Regions from separate parts of the Callithrix jacchus genome. Here region 1 is linked to region 2. The links are chromatin contacts, called in public Hi-C maps. All regions are on one chromosome and are shown on one strand. The core of a region is the stretch at or near the end of the contact, and the rest is flanking DNA. Distances in the headings are between cores, read along the strand shown.

What was found. A called contact is a pair of places that touch in the nucleus more often than the background predicts.
Region 1: a contact with region 2 is called in a Hi-C map of skeletal muscle, with 4 times the contacts expected there. The contact joins the promoter of JARID2 here to the enhancer-like site in region 2. A contact is called at or near these places in 2 of 3 Hi-C or Micro-C datasets (both in skeletal muscle).

What each region holds. Positions count from the first base shown.
Region 1 is chr4:15,485,921-15,491,214 of calJac240_pri, reverse strand. JARID2 (jumonji and AT-rich interaction domain containing 2) reads left to right here and starts at 2,185. Exons shown (of 18, transcript XM_078368303.1): 1 at 2,185-2,320; 2 at 3,093-3,296.
Region 2 is chr4:15,297,244-15,302,544 of calJac240_pri, reverse strand. All of the region lies in intron 3 of JARID2 (jumonji and AT-rich interaction domain containing 2), which reads left to right. Among named protein-coding and RNA genes, the nearest start is that of JARID2, 190 kb to the left of the region's middle. Within about 2 kb of position 3,509, at least 2 of the 16 cell types and tissues checked have an H3K27ac peak or open chromatin away from gene starts, as enhancers often do. A contact at or near this core is called in skeletal muscle, where this site is marked.

The DNA.
Region 1 (5,294 bases), core at 936-3,435, 190 kb before region 2:
GCAGGAGAAAGAGTGCATTTGACTTACAGAAAATGAAAAAGAGGAGGAAAAAGCAAGGAAAGCCTTGGATGGCCTTGCCAAGATGGTAGGGGGAGGAAGTTCATTAGGAGTAGTCTATTTCCACAACAGGAAAGACTTTCAACCGCTAAGAAGGCCAATCTTTTTCCCTTTCAGGGAAAACAACACTAATATTATTCAAATCTTTTGGAAATGAGCAAATTCCTTCCTTTCCCCTGCCCTGAGGCCTCAACTTCACACAATGGTTTCTCACACCAGGTGACCCAGAGCTGGTAGTCTGGAAGGGGAGTTTGCCGGCCCAGGACCGAAAAGTCCAGTCTCCAGGGCTAGTTAGGGGAACCCAGAAGAAACCCACCTTTGTTCATTAATATTTGCCTGGGGAATGAGAGATCTGCGTTAAACTTACAGAAAGCTGTTTAAAATGTTAACAACGTGGAGATGTGGAGATTCCCAGTATGCCAGTCCTATTGATCAGAGTCTTTTGAAAACACCTTGGGTGGCCCTACTGGAGTCTGCCCCATTGGATCCTTCCCAGGAAATGGCACCAGCGAACAGAACAAGTTTTGCAGTATTCAGGGCACAAAAGGTCATTTATTTTTCCGATTTTGAAGTGAACATGAGACAATTATTTGATTTCAGATTTTTTGATAAGGTAAAATAATAACTAAAAACCCTTCCGAAAAGGCGTTTTATTTCGTTTACCAAAAGCTTCCAGTAACGTGCCTAGCTTTAAGCTAGGTTAGTTATTTATCATATAATCCTCCCCACAGGTTTGATCACCACTAATTCGCAGATGAGGAAACTGACAAGCTCAGAGAGGCTCTCCGCTGCCATGTGAATCCAGGTCTGGTCTCTCACCTCGGGTTTCTGAGACCTTTCTAGACACCATGGTTATCTCTTCAAACACTGCTGCAAGTAAACAACTGTGTGACCCGAGTATATAGACTTTTGAAGTCTAGGGAATTGGTAGAATAAAATATACGGGTGTGCCTCCGTGGGAGCGCTTCTGCCACGTTTCATTCCAAGGCTAGCCTGAGAATGGAAGACGCTGCTCCTCTAAAACCACAGCGAAAAACAAGGAAATTAACAAGGCAGAATGGCAATGCGAGACTTGACGAAGTTGTTAATAAGGCGAAGGCCCAAAGCGGTACGCCAGGGCCTGCTACTTCATTTATTTCAGCGATTAAACGAGCACGACAGGGGGCTGGCTGGAGGCAGGTAAAAAGCAGGCTCTCCCGTGGCCCGGGCACTTGATATTCCTGGCACTCAGTGTTCGAGATGCTTCCTTACAGTGTGTCTGTGCGGCTCGGTCTCCATATTCCACTCATTTTTACCTCAGCATTTTGCGGTATTTTATCACAAAATCCGCCTGGCAAAGCAAAGATCCCGCCCAGTCTCTTTAAACATAGCTCTTTTCTCGGGAGGCAGCAGCCAGGGCTTCACTCCCGAGCCACCAGGGACGTCCTCCTCGCGGGTCGGGCGGAGGCGCTTTCGCGACCGCGGAGCCACGTGGCGAGCCCAGGCGTGGGGGGGGCGTGGCCCTTCCACGAGGCGACCCCGGCCACCGCCTACCCTGCGCGTGCGGGTGTGCGCTGCTGCGGGGCGCGGAAAGGGTGACCTGGGACTACCCCAGGCGCCCGCAGCACGCTCTGTACACAGACGCGAGGCGCTGTCCTGAGGTGACACCGGCTGCACTGCACAAGCAGCAGGCGCCGCCGATCAACTAGTTCGCACCGAGGATTCCTCTTGGTGCGTGGCCCAGTTTTCCTTAGGACGGGCTCCAACCCCTCCCTGACACCGCCCCCCTCGCCGCCACGCTCCGAGGCCTTCCCCGGGGAAGCCTCGCGTCCCTCCCCCGCGGCTCTGGGGGGCGCGCGCGCGATTCCTCGATTCCACAGGCGGTTAGCGCCGCGGGTGGGGGTAGGGCGCGCGGGGAGGGGGCCGCCATGGGAGGGGGGCCGGAGGGGGGCCGGCGTGGGGAGTTCCTCGCTCGCGGACCACACGCTCCGCGGGCCAATCCCGAGCCAGCCTCTAGCAGTGTCGCACGCGGGACACGTCCAAGCGTTTGTTGGCACGGTCGGTGAGGGGGAGGGGGCCGAGGGAGGGAGGGGAGTTGAGTGACAGTCTTTGCGGGGCAGGCTGGGAATTGTAGTTCCCAGCTTCCGTGGCCATAGCCATTTTGTAGTCGGGGGACTACAACTTCCAGAAGATCAAGGGGACCATTCTAAGGTGCCCCGGGAATAGGCGGCTCTCCCCGGGGCCGGGCGCCTTGGGGCACTCGTACCCAGCAGCCCGGCTGCAGGTAGACGCGAGGGCAGTGGCGAGTGCTGGCGTGGGGCGGCCGTGGGGTGAGCGGCAGGCAGGGGAAAGGGGGTGAGGTGGAGCGACGGAGCGTGCCATGCATTGAGCTAGGGAGCCTCTCTCAATTTCACGCCTGTGCTCGGCGTGGGAGCGACGCCCAGGGCTTGCCTGGGAGGGGTTCGTCGAGGCCGCTCGGGTGTCTGGTTGGCCAGGCTGCGGGGGTGCCCTGGCCTGGGCCAGGGGCGGTCGGCACCGGGCTAAGCGGGCGCCTGGCGGCCGAGCGGTGGGAGTTTTCGGCTGGCGCCCGGCGGGGAATTACCCGAGGAGCCCTAACTTGTATAAAAGCAGAGTCCATTTAAAGTTGGGCTGGATAGCCTCTCTCTCATTGGTTAGGGGGCTTGGAAAAAAGACTCGGCGAGCCCTCGCTGTGGTGCTGCCGCCGCCGCCGCCGCCGCCGCTGGAGTTGACTCTTCTGCTCGCACTGCTGCTGCAGCACAAACGTGACTTCCAACATTTTTTATTTATCTTTCCCTTTTCTTTTCCAAGATGTAACTACGGATCAGACACTAAGGACCTTCACGTTTCGCTGATGTAGTTTTTGGAGGAAAAAGGGGGGGGAGTGAAGGGCGTCGGTTTTTTTTTTGTGTGTGTGTGTATGTGTTTCGGGGGAAATTTTCCATTATGAGTGTTTTACTAAAGTGAATTTTTTTTTGTTTGCTTCGTTCGTCTTTGGCTCTTTTTTTTTTCCTTCCCAATTTCGGATTTATTTCAAGGCGAATCTGGCTTTGGGGGAAGAGGAAGAAAAGTCGGATTACAAGATCAACCACCACCAACAACAATAAAAACCACCAGGATATTTTTTTGCAAATTTCTGACGGCTTTAAATTCATGAAGCAATTGTCCCCTTTTGCAATCAGCATTTGGATCTCAGAATGAGCAAGGAAAGACCCAAGAGGAATATCATTCAGAAGAAATATGTAAGTGCTCCTAACAACACATCCTTTGACTTGCAGTTTTAAGCAATGGCTGTGAATGTCAAGTTTATAGATAATTCTGCAGCTGAAGGGTTTTAAACACAGCGTCCGATAAGGCTGTTTCTTTCTTTTCTGAAAGAGGGCTTTTCAAGCAAAGTGGTGTCTGCCTAGTTTGGCTGAAAAAACAGATTGGTGTAGAGATACCTCAAGTAAATAAATTGACCTCGAATGACACAACCATAATCTAGTTTTAGATGAAAGGCAAGGGATTTTGGTGGAGCTTGAGGTGGCGGGGGCTTCGGTAATGTAACTAAACTGCATTCTCCAGCGGATTTGGCCCCATATTGCACTTTGCATGCAAATGAGCCTGTGTTATTATTATTAATGTTATTTGGAAAAATCGTGTAACGCGTGTTTGTTGGAAGCCCTTTAAGTTGCAATCGAGGGTCCGATTATGGCGATCTTCTCTTTGCACTGGCACATTAAATTTAATGTCTGTGGTCATTTTGGCTTATCTGGTTTGCAACATAAACCAGTTGGGAATCATGTTACAGCGAAAGCATTTGTTGGGTTTGACTTTAATTTAATAATGAGGCTGGTTTTGTTTGAAAAATTCATGATTTCCAGTTCTAGGGGAAAAGGGCACACACTATGGCTAATGTTTTTAAGTGTGTATGAATGCATATGTAAGTAACTACAAGTCATTTTTTCTTAACTGGGCTTCTGAAATTCGGTGATTATTCAGAGATTTAAATGGTTTGGAATAGTTAAATTGTGCATAGTACAGCTACGTTTTGATTGGCATGAGGAGTGTTTTTGTTTTGTGTGTGGTGCCTTTTTTTTTTTTTTTTTTAAGTTTGAGGGGAGGGAGGAAAGAAGGGGACCAAGGGATTAACCAAATATGCACTCCAGTGATCTGTGATTAGCTGCGTGCTTTAAAGAACTCATTTTTTCAGAAAAGGCCAAATGAACATACCTTAGCGTAAGAGGAAAGTTTTATTTAAGTTGAGTAGACAGATTGGTGTTAATATTTTCCCTTTTTGATCATTGTGGTGTGTGTAATGAGAGATGACCTTCGGTGCACTGGTTTTGTAAAAAATTTAATGGAAAAGCTGAATGCTTCTTCAAGAGAGCTGATTCTTATCTAGACACGTCAACTTCAAGTGTGAAAGAAATTCAAGGTTAGATAATCAAGTCCAACTTAGAAAGCTGTTCATAAAGAATTTAAGAATTAAAATACATCCGCATTGCAGAGGGCTGGGTAGAATGCAAAGGACTAGTTTAAACTCCGGCTGTAGAAACTGCACGGAGGCAACCTTGCCTCGAGCTGGACGCCTTCCCTGGGCACGTCCGTTTCGGATGCAGCCACAAAGCAAATGGGGTAGAACTTGGACGAGAACCCCACCCCGCCTCCCATTCCGGACCTTCTTGAGGTGGAGAGCAGCGTTGGGTGGGTTTTTTTAATTGCGGGCGGTCCGCGGATCGTGTCGAGTCCGGGCGTCCGGCTGCAACACCGTGGCTGGCGGCAGCCGCGGGAGGCACGGCACGAGTTAATGCTCCGGGAACAGAGGTGTTAGCGACGTGCTCGAGCTGGCTGCGGAGGGGACGGCGCGCCGGGGTCGCGGCCGGCTGGGCCCGGGCTGGGCCGGCGGGCGCGCGCGCGGCCTGTAGGGGGCAGACTCCGGGTTCCAGGCTGGCGCGCGAGGCGGGCACCGGGCTACCCTACCCGGGCCGGCTCGCAGGCAGGCGGGCACCGGCCTACTCGGGCCGGCTAGTAGGCAGGCAGGCAGGCTGGTGGGTGGGGCGCGGGGGCGGTGCGGCCTGCGGGGCGCGGGGAGGGGAGAGCGCGCGGGGCGGGGGCGTGGGCGTGCCGGGGAGGGGGCGCGCGGCGCACAGCTGCAGCCGGCGCCCCCCACCGTGCGCACGGCCGAGCATGGCGGCGGCCCGGCCGGCTTCCCTCGGCCCTGCCTGCGGGCTCCGACGCAGTCTCAGGAGCAACAG
Region 2 (5,301 bases), core at 2,260-4,759:
AAGTGCTTCTCTTGTTGCTGGTTGGATAATCACAGTTTATAAGGACCTCTCCGAGGGTTAAATGCTATATGTTATTTAAAGCGCATACTATTACCCTTAAATAATAAGCACCCATTCTATATATGTAGTTGCTGGCTAAGTGAACAGTGATATGTCTGTGGTTAGGAATTTTTGGGGCCAGGTAGCGCCGTTTCCTTATCGGGATTTTTTTCTTTGCGTGTCCCCAAATGTTTCCTTCCTCAGCTTGTTCATCTGTCTTGTGCAGAGAAAGAAAAGTAATAATGTCTTTCCTTCCCTTGTGGTTTACTTGAAATTATTTATAGTCTAGTTGTTGGCTGCATGCCTCCTCCCCAACCCCCATCTCTCTCTCTCTCTCTCTCTCTCTCTCTCTCTCTCTCTCTCTCTCTCTCTCTCTCTCTCTCTCGTGTGTGTGTGTGTAATTTGAGTTTAGACAGTCTAAGCTTAGGTGGCATGCGACCTACCTAATGGCACATCATCTAATCAAAAGTCTTTTTCCTGATGTAAGCAACTTACCAGAGCAAACAGTGTGATTTAATCTTGGATTTCCTTTGTATGGGGTCGTCATATGCCTGCTTTAATTTTATATTTATAAGACTATTTCCAGCTTCTTGTGGACTTTATACATGATACTTACCTTGGCCAGGTCAATATACCCACTGCTGCCCACCCACATCAATTGCATCATAAAGGACTGGGGATGTTTTTCCTTATACCTTTGGGGATATGGGGAGAAAATTTGACAGTACTCTCTCCCAGCTAGTTGTTCTTTTGTCTTATAATTAGCATTCATGGATGACTTTCTGGCTGACAGTCATGCAGCATCCATCACATCCCTGTGTTTTGGATTTTTTTAGGCCATAAGAGTTTCTTCCACAGCCCTTTCCGAGGGGTGGGTGTGTGTGATGTATGTATGTGTCGGGTGGGTAGGGTTGAGAATACTTACGTTGGTGCCAGTTCTTCTTTTCCCCTGGTTTCACATGTTTCAACTTGCACAAGACTTAATTTACACCTAGTGGGGGAATCTACCGGTAAAATACGTGTACCTCCATAAGTCTGTCTCCACCCTTCACTATGTTTTTAAGTTTTTTTTTTTTTTTAAACAAAGAAGTTTTATTGTAGACCAGAGAATGAGAAATGACACTAAATAACACTGTAGCTGTCCCTTGAGGTACAGAATTCATACTTCTGTGATGGACAATTCCATATACTGCTGAATCAGTGACTTACCTTTGAAAATGGAATTTGTTACATTTTTAGCCTGTAGGGTCGTTTAGGGTGGTGATACCTTTCAGAGAGTATTGCGCAGAGATAGACGGCGATGGAGCCAGTTCCCTAGAGGAGCTGATGGATAGAGAGATTTTAAAAAAATTCTTAGAAGGGCAAATAGGGTCAGCTGTCATCTTTGTTTTAACCACTGTGAAGTGTAGAAGGGAATGCATTGGTTTTTCATTGTCATGACAGCAGAGGCTCTTAGCACCCCTGGCCAGAACAGAAAACGAACCCTTTCATTTATCCAAGTGTGAGTCTCAGAATCCCATTATATGCATTCCATGGAGTGTTAATTCAAGTATTGATACAGTGTTACTGTGTATTCTCCAATGATAATTAATAGTTTCCTAATCCTTCTCTTGTCACTAAATACTCTTCTTGAACTGCTGTTTTCTCATCTATCAGGAGTCAATGAGAAGATTTTCAACTATAAAAAAGTGTTTCTCAGCTTTTTCTATCTTGGGCCTTTCCCTCTGCTGGAAGAGGACTTTGAAGTTTTGTGGTGTATGTAATTCGTGAAGTTTTTATTTTCTACTTCATAAGTAGGTTTGCGTTTGCTTTAATAGAAAAATGGGTTGTTACAACCAAGTAAAAGCCTTAATTCTGACTAGTTTTTGATTTCTAGATGTTCTGTTTGGTTCTTTTCGAATGTTAGGTTACATTCAAATGTTAGTTTCAGTGTTTGTTCGGTGGTAGTTTCTGTGTTCACTTTCAGGTGTTAGTTTCCTGTTATGCAGATATTTTCAAACTTGGCTTTTATCTGTTTTAACATAGGCGAATGATTCAGATTACTGACTGACATTTTTCCAGTTTGACATCTGCTGGGTTTTCCTCATGGTGCTTCATTTCCCCTGAATGTGAAAAGTTATTTGGGGGGGATTCTTTGAGGCCTGAGATGAATAAACTCTCCTTACATAGGGTTCATGTTTGTTTTTGCTATATACCTTAAGAGTGTCATCAGTCCAACATTATTTAAACTCAATTCAGGTCTTGAGAGATGATTTTTGGATTCCAAATTGTCATGACCACCCCTTAAGTTTTTCAGCTTGTCAGGAAAGACATGCAGCCTGTGGGAATCCTAGCTTCATGTAAAAAAGTTGCCTCCTGTTAGAGCCGTATGTTAGGGCTTGGAGGGTGGTAGCATGCCACCTTCCCCGCCACTGCCAGTGCCAGGGAAATCAAGTTCAGGTTTGTTTGTGTCACAAGCACAAAAATGGGGTCGTTTCTCCACGGGTAGGTTTGGTTCCAGGTTTTGCTCTTAGATTTTCTGTCAGTAAATTGTTTATTTCATTGACACCTTTAATGACTTGCTTGAATATCTTGGCCTGCGGTATTCCTGAAAGGGACTCACGATGCCATGCTTTGCTACATTTAATTTTTAAATTTTAAGTAAATACATTTTATTTATTTGAAGTCGAGCAGATTAACAGTTTAAGCTGGTTGACACATTGGATTTTCAGTGCCCTGAGGATGAAGAATTCCAAATTTATCCTCAAACCAATCCGAAAGAGCAAACCAATCTCAAAGGTAGCAGAAAACACAGAAAAGCGTTGCTACATTTTACGGCTTCTAGTGAAATGGGGAAGGTTCCCTTGTCCCGCTCTCAGGGCTTGGGATGGGGGTGTGCCTCACTTCTTCAGTGCCCCTATGCTTATACCTCTAGGGGAGCATAGGTGCAGGCTGTGGGGCTCCAACCCCACGGCAGTGTCTAGGGGTGAATTTACAGCTGAAGGTCTGGGTGGGCATGTGTTAAAAGGGTTTTTTTTTTTTTTTTTTTTTTTTTTTTTTGAAAAACCACAGCAGTCACTTTATTCTTAAGTTGCGCTTTACAAAACCACAAGGGAGAAGTCCTCCTTGAGTGTGAGAGAGGGTTAGGGGGTTAGGGAGCGGGGGATGGCAGAGAATAGGAAGAGCAAGACCCAGAAACTAAGGCCCCTCCCGCCCCCCCAATCTTGGGGACCAAGCAGAGACTATGCCTCAGGCCAGCCCAGCAGGGCTTCCTGTGTCCTGGTTGTACAGAGCTAGACCAGAAGGCCTCGGGGAAAGGGCCATGGTCCTCCAGAGACTGCCTACATTTGAGGGACAGACCCAGGCCACTACTTCCTGTGCACAAAGAAGGAAGTGGGCCTCCGCTCCCATCCCCCAGGCTAAAGAAGGCAGCCTGAAGCAGGGGCGAGGGCTCCCCATCCAGCAGTTTCAGGATCCTCTCCGGATCCTTCAAAATCTTCCAGGCCTGGTCCTTTTCTTTCTTGGTGGAAGTCTGCTGCTTCTGTCAGGCAGCCATGGTCTCGTGAAGGGCATCCATGACCTCACTGTCAGCCATGTGCCCCTGCTGCCTCAGCTCCTGCCTCACCTCCTCCTTTGCCTGCCTCAGCAGCTTTTAGCTTGCTGTCTATATATGGCTTGTGCTCACTCAGTTAGACCCCCTTCCTTATCACAAGGACAGAGGGATTTTTGTGACCCATTGTTCCTTGCCTTGGTGTAATTGGATCACTCGTGGGCTTGGAGAATGAGTGCAAGGTTTTATTGAATAGAAGTAGCTCTCACCAGATGGGGGAGCCAGAAAGGAGATGGTTTTCCCTGAGGCCTGCTGGTCGATGGCTTGCCGGCCTGCCAGTGTTCTTCTGTGGCCTGCTCTCCACAGCCACATCGTGTGTCACACATCGTGTGTTGTTTTCCGCCGATGTGTTTCTCAGGACGTCCAGCTGCTTGTGTCTCTGCCTTTTTAAGGTCTCAGGTTTTTCGTTTTGATTTTTGCTTTTTTGACACAGAGTCTCTCTCCCTGCTAGCCCTGTCACCAGGGCTGGATTGCAGTGGCATGATCTTGGCTCACTGCAATCTCTGCCTCCTAGGTTCAAGTGACTCTCCTGCCTCAGCCTGCTGAGTAGCTAGGATTACAGGCGTGCACCACCATGCCGAGCTAATTTTGTGTGTGTATGTATTTGTTTTATTAGAGATGGGTTTTCACCATGTTGGCCAGGATGGTCTTGATCTCCTGACCTTGTGAACCACTTGCCTCCCAAAGTGCTGCGATTACAGGTGTGAGCCACTGCACCTGGCTGGTTTTCAAAGGCCCAGGGTAGGGGCGTGGCCGGGCAGGTTGATCGTGGAAAACAAAACATTTGGGCAGGAAGGCACAGGGCCTGTCCTCACCTAGGTCCCTGGGGGTAGAGCCCTAGTCACAGGCCACTCCCTTCATCTACCCAGCACTTCCTTTCCCGCCTTCCCTGTCATTTAAAGGGACCACACCGTTCTATGGCCAGCACTCCTGTGTAACTAGTTGCCATCCACCCTCATTGAAAGGCCCAGTTTGAGAAGCATGGGATTAGAAAAATCCCAGCGATCTGTTTCTAGGCTTCTAAGTCTAATGGTGTGGACCCCTGCTTGGATGGCTTTCCTTGTGAAGTTTTTTTTCCATGCTGATGTTTGTTATCTGTCTTTTTCCCATTCAGTTATAATGAGTTCAGTTTAGGGGAGAAGGAGATTCCAGTGGACTGTACTTCCCTGAGAGAGCGTTCGAGTGCTCACCTCGTCTCATAGGTCTTAGACTTACGGAGCTCTAAATGGGCCCCTCCCAGCATATCCAGGACTTTCTTAGAGCCTAATTAATTGCAGGCCACCCTGTCCTTTAGCTGTGTGCTGTTATGGTTTTATTGTTGAGTGCAGCATAGATTCTCCTGGGAAGCCCAGGGCTGCAAGGTTGTCTGTTCTCGTTGTGGTGAATGATTGAGTTCCCAAGCCAATTTCTGTTCCAGAGGGAGGTTGTTTGAGGGGCTGGTTGGGAATGGCAGTCTCTGCTGACCCCGTTGGGTAGTCTAGGTCATACTTCATGTTGTCATGCTGTGACTGGATTACGTCACACTTCATGAAACCTAAGCCTTCCTGTTTCGACTTGAAAGGCAGAGCCTGTGACTGCTTCACTGCCCATTCTCTAAGGTCTGTCCCATTTTCTGTCCAACTCAACCATACCATGAACCCTTGGCCTCAGTTCCTCATTCACACGCACTGTCT